Regions from separate parts of the Podarcis muralis genome. Here region 2 is linked to region 1. The links are chromatin contacts, called in public Hi-C maps. All regions are on one chromosome and are shown on one strand. Each heading gives the region's core, a stretch centred on a gene start, on an enhancer-like site or on the middle of the called end of the contact. The rest is flanking DNA. Distances are from core to core; before and after follow the strand shown. Region 1 holds the start of USO1 (USO1 vesicle transport factor). Region 2 holds the start of INTS10 (integrator complex subunit 10).

Region 1 (5,750 bases), core at 1,326-3,825:
ATATATATATTGTCCATATATATATGGACTATATATATATATATATATTTGCTTTCGTAGATTTTCACGGGTACAGGAATGCAGGTTTTGGTGTCCTCGGGTGTCTTCCCGTGTAAAAGTTGGGGTGTCTAGGCGACGTTTCGACGAGGTCTCACTCGTCATCTTCAGGCTGGTGCTTTCGGCTTCTTGTTACTGGAACAGAGCAGGATCTCAGTGTTTGAGTTCCTATAAATACTGTTGAGGAGGTGTGGTGTATAGCCTCCAGTGTTCTGGGCAGAGAGGAAGTTCCCAGGCTAGTGTGCCTTTTCTTCTTTTGTTCTAAGAATCCACACCTAATGACCCACCTAAGTGGTACTCAGGATATCACTCAAGAAATCACTCAAGATACCCCTCAAGCAATTAAGGAACAAAAGAAGAAAAGGCACACTAGCCTGGGAACTTCCTCTCTGCCCAGAACACTGGAGGCTATACACCACACCTCCTCAACAGTATTTATAGGAACTCAAACACTGAGATCCTGCTCTGTTCCAGTAACAAGAAGCCGAAAGCACCAGCCTGAAGATGACGAGTGAGACCTCGTCGAAACGTCGCCTAGACACCCCAACTTTTACACGGGAAGACACCCGAGGACACCAAAACCTGCATATATATATATATATATATATATATAGTCCATATATATATGGATGTATCGTGCCATATTGGAAGCAAAAAAACTTGTCTTGATGAATTGGAAGAGCCGCAAAAAGATCCCATTGAGCACATGGATTGACAATATGGACAGACTAGTCACCTACGAACGAATTGCATATCGACGCAAATTAAGAATGGATAAATATGAAGAAATCTGGAAGGAATACTTAAGTGATAAGGCGGACAGTGCTGGGAAGTAGGGGGAGGAGAGTTGGGGAAATATTGTTAAAAAGGTGTAGTTATAGGTATATCAGTACTCAAATCTGAATTGTTTTATTGTGTTATTAGTGTTATTGTGGTTTTTTGTATATGGTTTTTGTTGGTATTGTTTGTATTGAAAAAATGATGATTATTATTATTATTTTTAAAAAGACATTCTTTCAAGAAAAGGAAAGCGTTTCCGTATCGACCACACTTCTCGCCCCTGTCAGAGCCGGTCTGGAACCTGGGTGGCATCTAACAAGCGTGTTAAAAACGTTGTGAAAATGCTTTTTTTTAAAAATCGTTTTGAAAAAGGCATTGAATTTGCTATAGCTCACAGTCGCCATCTAGTGCCACAAATTGGATATGGCACTGTACAACACATTCAAAACACTTCATTTGCAGCTGTATAGCTGAGTCCCTGGGCTGCGGCATTTAGAAACATCATCATCATCGGTGTTGTTTTTTATTTTATAGCTACATGCCGCTCTTCAGCCCTATAACCCCCCCCCCCCTGCACACAGTTTAAAATACCATTGTTGTTGTTTAGTCGTGTCCGACTCTTCGTGATCCCATGGACCAAAGCACGCCAGGCACTCCTGTCTTCCACTGCCTCCCGCAGTTTGGTCAAACTCATGCTGGTAGCTTCGAGATCACTGTCCAACCATCTCGTCCTCTGTCGTCCCCTTCTCCTTGTGCCTTCCATCTTTCCCAACATCAGGGTCTTTTCCAGGGAGTCTTCTCTTCTCATGAGGTGGCCAAAGTCTAGGAGCCTCAGCTTCAGGATGTGTCCTTCCCGTGAGCACTCAGGGCTGATTTCTTTCAGAATGGATGGGTTTGATCTTCTTGCAGTCCATGGGACTCTCAAGAGTCCTCCAGCACCAGAATTCAAAAGAACCAATTCTTCAGTGATCAGCCTTCTTTATGGTCCCATCTCTGACTTCCATACATCACTACTGGGAAAAGCATGGCTTTAACTATACGGACCTTTGTTGGCTACCAGCATGAGTTTGACCAAATTGCGAGAGGCAGTGGAAGACAGGAGTGCCTGGCATGCTCTGGTCCATGGGATCACGAAGAGTCGGACACGACTAAACAACTAAACAACAACAAGATGTTCATCAGCCCAATAAAGAAATAAAACAATAATACCATCGCCATATATCAAGCCTGCATACCACCCTTCCCCCGAGAATCACTGTTATTAAAAACCACACTGAAAAGCATAGCGACGAACAGGCTGTGTACACGTGTGTTACACGTAACGTGTGAATCAGCCCCGATGACGTGATGGGCGGTGAGGAAGGGCGAGGCAGTGGAAGACAGGAGTACCTGGCGTGCTTTGGCCCATGGGGTCACGAAGAGTCGGACACGACTAAACGACTAAACAACAAAAACGTTGCAGTTTTAAACGCTTTTAATGGAATGAAATAATAACTAAAGCCAAGCCATGCCTTCTGCATGAGGAGGGCTGGCCTAAATCAAAGCCTGCGCTGAAAAAACAAAACAAGAAAAAAGCTTTCGATTTCCCCTCCATGGGCGGGTTTCAACCCCTAACCTCGTGGGAGAGAAGTCTACAGAAGCCGGAAGTTGAGGCGGTGTGTCCCTCTACCAGTTTCCTCTCTCTAGGGTGACTACCTTTGTGCCCTACACCGGAAGTTCAGGCGGGGTGTCTCTCCGGCGTCGCTCTCGGTAGGATGGCTACCTTTGTGCCACGTCTTGGCGCAGGCGCACTGGCGGCGCTGTTGGCTGCTGACGGGAGCTGACGCGGCCCGAGGAGAGGAGCCGCGGCCTAGCGAGCCTGGCGAGGCGGGGAAGGCCGGCCGGGGAAGATGAACTTCTTGCGGGGCGTCATGGGCGGCCAGAGCTCCGGGCCCCAGCCCTCCGGAGCCGAGACGGTGAGTCCTCCGACGGGGAAGTTCGCTTAGGTGTCCCGTCCCCCCGGCGGCGACCCGTGTCGCCCTTCCCCCGGCGAAGTCCCTCCCTTAGGGCGCCCGGTTGCCTGACGGCCGGCTCCCCGTTCCACTCGCCCTTCCTCACCGCCCATCACGCCATCGGGGCGGATTCACACGTTACGTGTAACACGCGTGTTTGGGCCTTGCGTGTACACAGCCTGTTCGTCGCTATGCTTTTCAGTGTGGTTTTTAATAACACTGATTCTCGGGGGAAGGGCGGTATGCAGGCTTGATATATGGCGATGGTATTATTATTTTATTTCTATATTGGGCCGATGAACATCTTGTTGTTGTTTAGTTGTTTAGTGGTTTAGTCGTGTCCAACTCTTGGTGACCCCCTGGACCAGAGCACGCCAGGCACTCTTGTCTTCCACCGCCTCCTGCAGTTTGGTCAAACTCATGCTGGTAGCTTCGAGAACACTGTCCAACCATCTCGTCCTCTGTCATCTCCTTCTCCTTGTGCCCTCCATCTTTCCCAACATCAGGGTCTTTTCCAGGGAGTCTTCTCTTCTCATGAGGTGGCCAAAGTATTGGAACCTCAGCTTCAGGATCTGTCCTTCCAGTGAGCACTCAGGGCTGATTTCCTTCAGAATGGAGAGGTTTGTTCTTCTTGCAGTCCATGGGACTCTCAAGAGTCTCCTCCAGCACCAGAATTCAAAAGCATCAATTCTTCGGCGATCAGCCTTCTTTATGGTCCAGCTCTCACTTCCATACATCACTACTGGGAAAACCATAGCTTTAACTATACGGACCTTACATCCTTTCAAAGGTGTTGGGGGCGTGGTTATTAGTTTGTTCTTTTTCATGTGTTCTTGTGTTTTTATGCTGTGAGCCAGCCTGCGATCTTCGGGTGGAAGGCAGTATGCACATTAAATAAATAATGCCCCTTTGCCATTTACCAACCACTGTTTGACCTCATCTGCTTTTTCAAACTTGCTGTCCCACCCACTGTCATGTCCATTTATTTGGTGTGAAGGACCATATTTGTCTTCCGTATACGTAGTGCTACTTTACCAGGCCTTTCCATTTAATAAGAGAGAGTTTTGGTAGGTACATCTTTGCTAGCTCTACGCTACAGTTTGCTAAAATGCTTTCTACATTTGTGTGATCATATATTACCCAAAACACTTGTTACCACTCTCTCCTGTCTCCTTTGTCCCCAGTAGTGACATAACTTGAATACAAAATAATTTACCAGACTGACTTCTTGTACATTGTTGTGCAACTTTTGTGTGGGAGTTTGGATTTATGTCACACTATAAATGAGGGTTTAGTAACCTGTGATTCTGTGTATGATGCACACCCAGCACATTTCATATGGACATCAAATATGATACCAATAACTCCCCAAGAAGTACAATCAAAAATTGGGGGGGGGGGTGTGTGTCTATAAAAAGGTCAACAACTTTCAGATTTTCCTAAAAAAAAAAGCTGAACAATTAAAAGCTCAACAACTTTTGGGTGTCCTGGTTTTTACTTTTTGAAATATGGCAACCCTGTTGTTGGATGATTTGTGAAAGATTTCTGATTCCCAGTTGTTTAATAACAGTGTGGTTTCCCATACAGTGGTGCCTCGCAAGACGAAATTAATCCGTTCCGCGAGTCTCTTCGTCTTGCGGTTTTGCCGTCTTGCGAAGCATGGCTATTAGCGGCTATTAGCGGCTTAGCGGCTATTAACGGCTTAGCGGCTGTTGGCGGCTTAGTGGCTTTAAGAAAAAGGAAACAAACTCGCAAGAACTCGCAAGACGTTTCGTCTTGCGAAGCAAGCCCATAGGGAAATTCGTCTTGCGGAACGACTCAAAAAATGGAAAACCCTTTCGTCTAGCGAGTTTTTCGTCTTGCGAGGCATTCGTCTTGCGGGGCACCACTGTACTTGCAAAGGAAGCAAAGTCATTACAGTAGGGCCACAGATTTTTCATTGCCCAAGAGCTCTCACCCTTAGCATCTTAGCTTGTTCAGTTCTTCACCATGTTTCAGACCAGGTGAGTATTTCTCAACTGCAGGAATCTCCTTTCCATTCAGAGCTATATGAAAGTTATCTCGGTGCAGAGGCTGCAATAAAAGATGATGTTTCGTGGCCTTTGATCGCACTGAAGAGTCAAAGGAGAAACAACTCCCTGCATTTTCTGAGTGTTCCCAGTATGTATCACCTTGTTTCTCAGATATGCTGCCAGGAAAATAGCCACTGCTTTGCTGTGCTAAAAACTTTTGAGAGATTACACGCATCTTCATGTTGAGTACTAAACAAAAACCTACTGTCTGCAGTTAATAGAGTGTGTGGGTGTAGGTCTTAACTTGTTTCACTGAAAAATCAACTATTTGAGACACAAAAGACACATTATGTAGAGTTCCATTTGCTTTCCCCTGTTTTCTTTTTAAAAGGTATTTGAGTATTGATAGGCTGCAAGTCTGAGAGAAGGATGCATCGAGAGAGCTTATTTTAATCATCTTTCCCCCACCAGTTGCTTATCAGTTTATAACACCCCCCCCCCCAAAAGCAGCTTTGTTCACCTGTGTCAGGAAAACATGTGGGTATCCTGTAGCACTCCTCCCCACTGTTGAGCTGAAGCAGTACTAAGTGTTAATTGTCTTTGCCTGCTCATTTATCTTTGAAGATTTGAAGCGTGCCCAGATTGATTCTGCTTTGTATTTTAAAACAATATGGAAAGACGAGACTTCATGTCAAGCCTAAAATGCTGCAGTATGCTATTATAAGGAACAGGAGAACTTTGTGATGGATATTAGAGTGTAGCAAAATGTTTGGGCCATAGCTCAGTGATAGAGCACCTTGTATGCAGAAGGTCCCATATTGAATCCCATATTGAATCCCAGGTAGGACTGGGAGATCTGCTGTCAGTCATTGTGGACCAGTGTTCTTCAGCCTTGGGTCTACAGCTGCGT
Region 2 (5,661 bases), core at 1,384-3,883, 150 kb after region 1:
TTAACACCTGCAGGCACAGAATATGCAAAGGCTCATATAACAGATCCCTCAATTAGCATGAAATGCCCCCCATCTCTTGTTTTAAAAGACAAAGAAAGGCAAGTATGAAATGCCACCTGTTTGGATCTTCCATAGAGAGACCAAAAATATTTCTTGCTGAAAAACAGCTCAAGGCTGCAAATCTGATGGTTGAGCTGGAAATCTCATGCATCTTCATTAACAGCACTCGCCAGAACCAAATGCATAAGGGATAAAGACAGCAAGTCACAATAAACAATGCTGCTGTAACCACAAATTGCTTGGCCAGCCATAATATGCTCAGGTTCTTTTAGTGCTGAATTGAATTAACTAACTTCAGTAGATAAGATTTTGAAGTACACCCTCCTTCCATCTTTATAGAAGGTTGTTTTGAACTGTTTTTAGATGTTTTAATTGTATTCCTATTGAAATGTTTTCCTGGGCTCCTTTTGGGGAAGGTGCAGGGTTATAAATTAAGAAATTAATTGTTCTTATTACTGATTAAAAACTGCAGCTGCATAGAATCTTGTCAACATGAATGGATAGCGGTTATGAAATGAATGAAAATAAGCAGAAGCTTCAGCCAGACAAGATGGAAGTGCTATTAGCTGGGTGTTTTACTGGTCTAGATGGAGCTGTGTTCTGTGGTCTGGGTGGAGTTGCACCAGAGGCAGTTTCCCCACGCTGGGCACCAAACTGCCTCATAGACAGGCTGGCCCTGTTTCTTGCTATCCACAGCAATTGCAGCCTGAAGGTCTTTTGATCATTGATATGGAGAGACTGTTGGGACGCGGGTGGCGCTGTGGGTTAAACCACAGAGCCTAGGACTTGCCGATCAGAAGGTCGGTGGTTCAAATCACCGCGACGGTGTGAACCCCCGTTGCTCGGTCCCTGCTCCTGCCAACCTAGCAGTTCAAAAGCACGTCAAAGTGCAAGTAGATAAATAGGGAAGGTAAACGGCATTTCCGTGCGCTGCTCTGGTTCGCCAGAAGCGGCTTAGACATGCTGGCCACGACCCGGAAGCTGTACGCCGGCTCCCTCGGCCAATAAAGCGAGATGAGCGCTGCAACCCCAGAGTCAGCCACGACTGGACCTAATGGTCAGGGGTCCCTTTATCTTTACTATGGAGAGACTGAGTGCATGAACACAGTATCATTTACTCCAACTCCAGGGTGCTCCCACTGCTAGTATTTGAAGTAGATTACATTCTTTCCCAGAAGAAAAGCAGAGTGAATGCTCAATGGACAAGTTGCCTGGAAGTGACCATAGTAAAACTCATGCAACTGAATCCTATACATTACTTGAGAAGAAAGTTCCAATGAGGTCAAGGAAGTGTCGATTGCACCCTCTATTTTTAACATAGGGCCAATCCACACTTGCTGGTAAAAGCCTGACCTAAACAAACAAACACACACACACACACTTACTTTAAAGAGAAGCCATTTGGTTCCCCTCCCTCAGTTGAATGTGTGGATTCTACATCTTATTGAAATGTGGGCGAGTCATGATTTTGGAGAGGCAATGTGAATGTGGGGTGTGTGTTATTATTTTGTTATTATGTTTTTCATTTTTGTACTTTTATACTGTTAACGGCTCTGTGATCCTCGGATGAAGGGTGGAATAACAACAACAACTAGTGCTTTATTGCAGAAGTTTATTGCACTGCAAATTTGGGTTTGCATTGCCCCCCCCCCAAAAAAAACCCTCCACCACAAAATCCATCTCAGGTCTCAGTGCAAGTTAAACTTCTTAAATTGTGCCCCCCCCCTGGACAAGACATAACATAACACTCCAACTGAGTTGCATGCAGCTGCTTTTACATTCTCCAAAGCATAATAACAATAATAATAATAATAATTTATTATTTATATCCCATCCATCAGGCTGGGTTTCCCCAGCCATTCTGGGCGGCTTCCAACCAAATATTAAAAACACAATACAACATTAAACAGGGCTGCCTTCAGGTGTCTTCTAAAAGTCAGACAGTTGTTTATTTCCTTGACATCTGGTGGGAGTGAGTTCCACAGGGCAGGCGCCACCACCGAGAAGGCCCTCTTCCTGGTTCCCTGTAACCTCACTTCTCGCAGTGAGGGAACCGCCAGAAGGCCCTGGGCACTGGACCACTTACTGACAGCACCAGAGCCTTGACAGTGGATTCATAGCTGTCAACATTTCCCTTTTCTTGCGAGGAATCCTATTCAGAATAAGGGAATTTCCCTTAAAAAAAGGGGAAACGTTGATGGCTATGAACGGACTGCAGACGCGGGCATTTCAACAGAGGCTGGATGGCTACCAGGGATGCTGTAGTGATTTCATTTCCTCCTTCAGTCTTCGGGATGGAACACGATGCAGCCGCCCCTGCCCAGCTATGCTATAAGCTTTTTAAATTTCCCCGTTGCTTCCTATGGGGAGCAGTCACTTGTAGGGTGGGTGGAAAGGGGTCAGAAAGCAACCCGGAAGTCCTGCCTCAAGAAAATTGTATTGTCAGTCTACAACTTTCATAAGTCTATAATGACACTAGAAACACCGGGCTGGTGGTGGTGGTGGAAACCATGGTAACTGCGGCGCAGGCGCAAAACGCCTCCTCTACGTCACCGGCCCTAGAAAGATGGCGTCGCGAGGCCCGTCTGCGCATGTGCGGGTCGTGAGGGAGCGCGACTCCCGGCAACGGCCAAGATGTCGGCGCAGGGAGACTGCGAGTTCCTGGTGAAGCGGGCGCGGGAGCTGGTCCAGGGGGACCTGTGGGCGGCCAAGGCCTGGCTTATCACCGCGCGGAGCCTCTACCCCGCCGACTTCAACATCCAGGTCGGTGAGGGCGCGCCAGGCTCCGTGCGGCCTCCCCTTAACGGCTCCTTTCCCCCACAATGCTTTGCGCGCCCAAGCCCTTCCCTCCCTTTTTTCGCTGCTGTCCTGCGGGCTCAGCACCATAGAGATAGGAACGCTTAGCACGCCCAGTTCATTTACCTATTTGGGGACAGCGCTTCCGACTTGCCATGTTTTCTTTTCCCTACTTTTTTTTTTTTGCCTGCTTGTTTAAAGAGCTTCAAAGATGGGAAAGCTGCTCTTGGGAGGCGGTGGAGAAATCCAGGCTTCTGCCATGCGAGTCGTTGGGTAGCAAGAGCGCTCACCCTCAATAGCAGAAGCCAATAGCAGTTATCGTGCCTGGAACCGGTTGGAGGATGGATGGTGGCTAATGGGTTGAGGTTGAATCCTGACAAGACAGAAGTACTGTTTTGGGGGGACAGGAGGCGGGCAGGTGTGGAGGACTCCCTGGTCCTGAATGAGGTAACTGTGCCCCTGAAGGACCAGCTGCGCAGCCTGGGAGTCATTTTGGACTCACAACTGTCCATGGAGGCGCAGGTCAAATCTGTGTCCAGGGCAGCTGTCTACCAGCTCCACCTGGTACACGGGCTGAGACCCTACCTGCCCACGGAGTGTCTGGCCAGAGTGGTGCATGCTTTGGTTATCTCCCGCTTGGACTACTGCAATGCGCTCTACGTGGGGCTACCTTTGAAGGTGACCCGGAAACTACAGCTAATCCAGAATGCGGCAGCTAGACTGGTGACTGGGAGCGGCCGCTGAGACCACATAACACCGGTCTTGAAAGACCTACACTGGCTCCCAGTACGTTTCTGAGCACAATTCAAAGTCTTGGTGTTGACCTTTAAAGCCGTAAACGGCCTCGGCCAAGTATACCTGAAGGAGCACCTCCACCTCCATCGTTCTGCCCCAACGCTGAGGTCCAGCTCCGAGGGCCTTCTGGCAGTTCTCTCACTGCGAGTAGTGAGGTTACAGGGAACCAGGCAGAGGGCCTTCTCGGTAGTGGCACCCGCCCTGTGGAACGCCCTCCCATCAGATGTCAAAGAGATAAACAACTACCTGACATTTAGAAGACATCTTAAGGCAGCCCTCTTCAGGGAAATTTTTAATGTGTGACACCTTAGTGTATTTTTGGTCTTTGTGGAAGCCGCCCAGAGTGGCTGGGGAACAAATAATAAATTATTATTATTATTATTTGAATTTGTTCACTGCTTCATTCTGCCCTGGGCAGCCCAGAGTGGCTGACAGCCAAGCAACCTCCCCCCTCCTCTGCCACATAGATACCTTAAAACCATGGGTTGGGGAAGAAATGCATTAGAGTAATAATTTAATAATAATAATTTATTATTTGTACCCCGCCCATCTGGCTGGGTTTCCCCAGCCACTTTGGGCGGCTTCCAACAAAGATTAAAAATACCCCAGTCTCTTCCAAAAAGCCATAGATTGTTTAACTAGCCAAAGCGCTGTCTTTGTTTTAAGGCTTTCATCAGGTAAAGGTTTTTGATGGATTGGAATGCTTGTTTGCTTCTTTGTGTTTTCGTTGATCCTAATATACTAAGGTTACCAGATTTTTTTAAATGAATCCGGGGACACTTTTCAACTTCCTACTAAATAGATGGCTTTTGTCAGGGGACTGATTTGTAAATCTGGGAACGTCTGGTAACCTTATTAAATATACCCCACTGCAATAGTGTAGGAAGTAGTACAGTACTATAATAGGATATACAGATACCTCAAGTGAACTCATTTGTTTATGTTCTAGTGCCCATTGCTCTAAATTGCCTGAAAGTATCACACTGCAATGTTGAGAACAGGCAGCGGTGTAAACATGCTCCAAACAAAACACACTTCACATTTTGGTAAAGATAGATTTAGATGCAATACCCCCATCAACTTACGTTTCAACCCCTACTCTCCAGTCTCTACATTAAATTACTCTCTACATTACTTTCTACTCTACATTAAATGCACAGGCACTTTGCTTTCATACCTCTCAGAGTTCTAAATGGAGATGCCAAACAAATAGGAAAAAGGTTGTTTCTGCCTGTGTCTTTGCCTGCCTTTAAAAAGTGTGTGTGTGTGTGTGTGTGTGTGTGTGTGTGAGAGAGAGAGAGAGAGAGCATGCATGCTTCTGCCCTCTTCGTTTTTTACTGTGGTAAGGTAGAAAGATGTGATATTGAGAAGTTTGATAGAAGGTGTTCTGTATGGCTCATCTTATGCCCTTGTTTTTTCAGTATGAGATGTACACTATTGAACGGAATGCAGAACGTACAGCATCAGCAGGCAGATTGCTATATGACATGTAAGATGCTTTCCATTTTTTCCTTTTTTCCAATCGAGGACTGAAAAAATTGTCTGTGAACCACTCTACTTAAAATTGTACTGCTTTATGGCAGTGTTTCTCAAAGCTGGGTCTCCAGCTCCCATCAATCCCTGACCACTGATCCTGCTAGCTAGGGATGGTGGGAACTGTAGTCCAACAGCATCTGGGGAGCCAAGTTTGAGAAACACCAGTTATAAGGTATGTTAGGAAAAGTTAGAGAAAATAAACAACCTCAGTTGGAGGTTGATAAAATTATGTATGGTATGACAGAAGTGGATAGATTTTCTTAATCTGTTCTGGAACTTGTGGTCACCCAGTGAAACTGATCAAGATGGGCAAAAAAGAGTACTTGTTCAAATGGAATCTGCTGCCCCAGTAAGTGGCGGTAAGTATAAAAAGTTTAGATATAGTCATAGAAGTCCATAGGTCTATAGCTACAGTAGCTAAAAAGAACCTCTAGCTTCAAAGCTAATGTACCACATTTGAGGGCAAACAGTTAG

What was found. A called contact is a pair of places that touch in the nucleus more often than the background predicts.
Region 2: a contact with region 1 is called in a Hi-C map of blood, with 2.1 times the contacts expected there. The contact joins the promoter of INTS10 here to the promoter of USO1 in region 1. A contact is called at or near these places in 2 of 3 Hi-C or Micro-C datasets (blood and tail).

What each region holds. Positions count from the first base shown.
Region 1 is chr13:48,643,751-48,649,500 of rPodMur119.hap1.1, forward strand. USO1 (USO1 vesicle transport factor) reads left to right here and starts at 2,576. Exons shown (of 26, transcript XM_028701715.2): 1 at 2,576-2,792. The coding sequence starts at 2,727.
Region 2 is chr13:48,796,883-48,802,543 of rPodMur119.hap1.1, forward strand. INTS10 (integrator complex subunit 10) reads left to right here and starts at 2,634. Exons shown (of 16, transcript XM_028701723.2): 1 at 2,634-2,823; 2 at 5,073-5,140. The coding sequence starts at 2,695.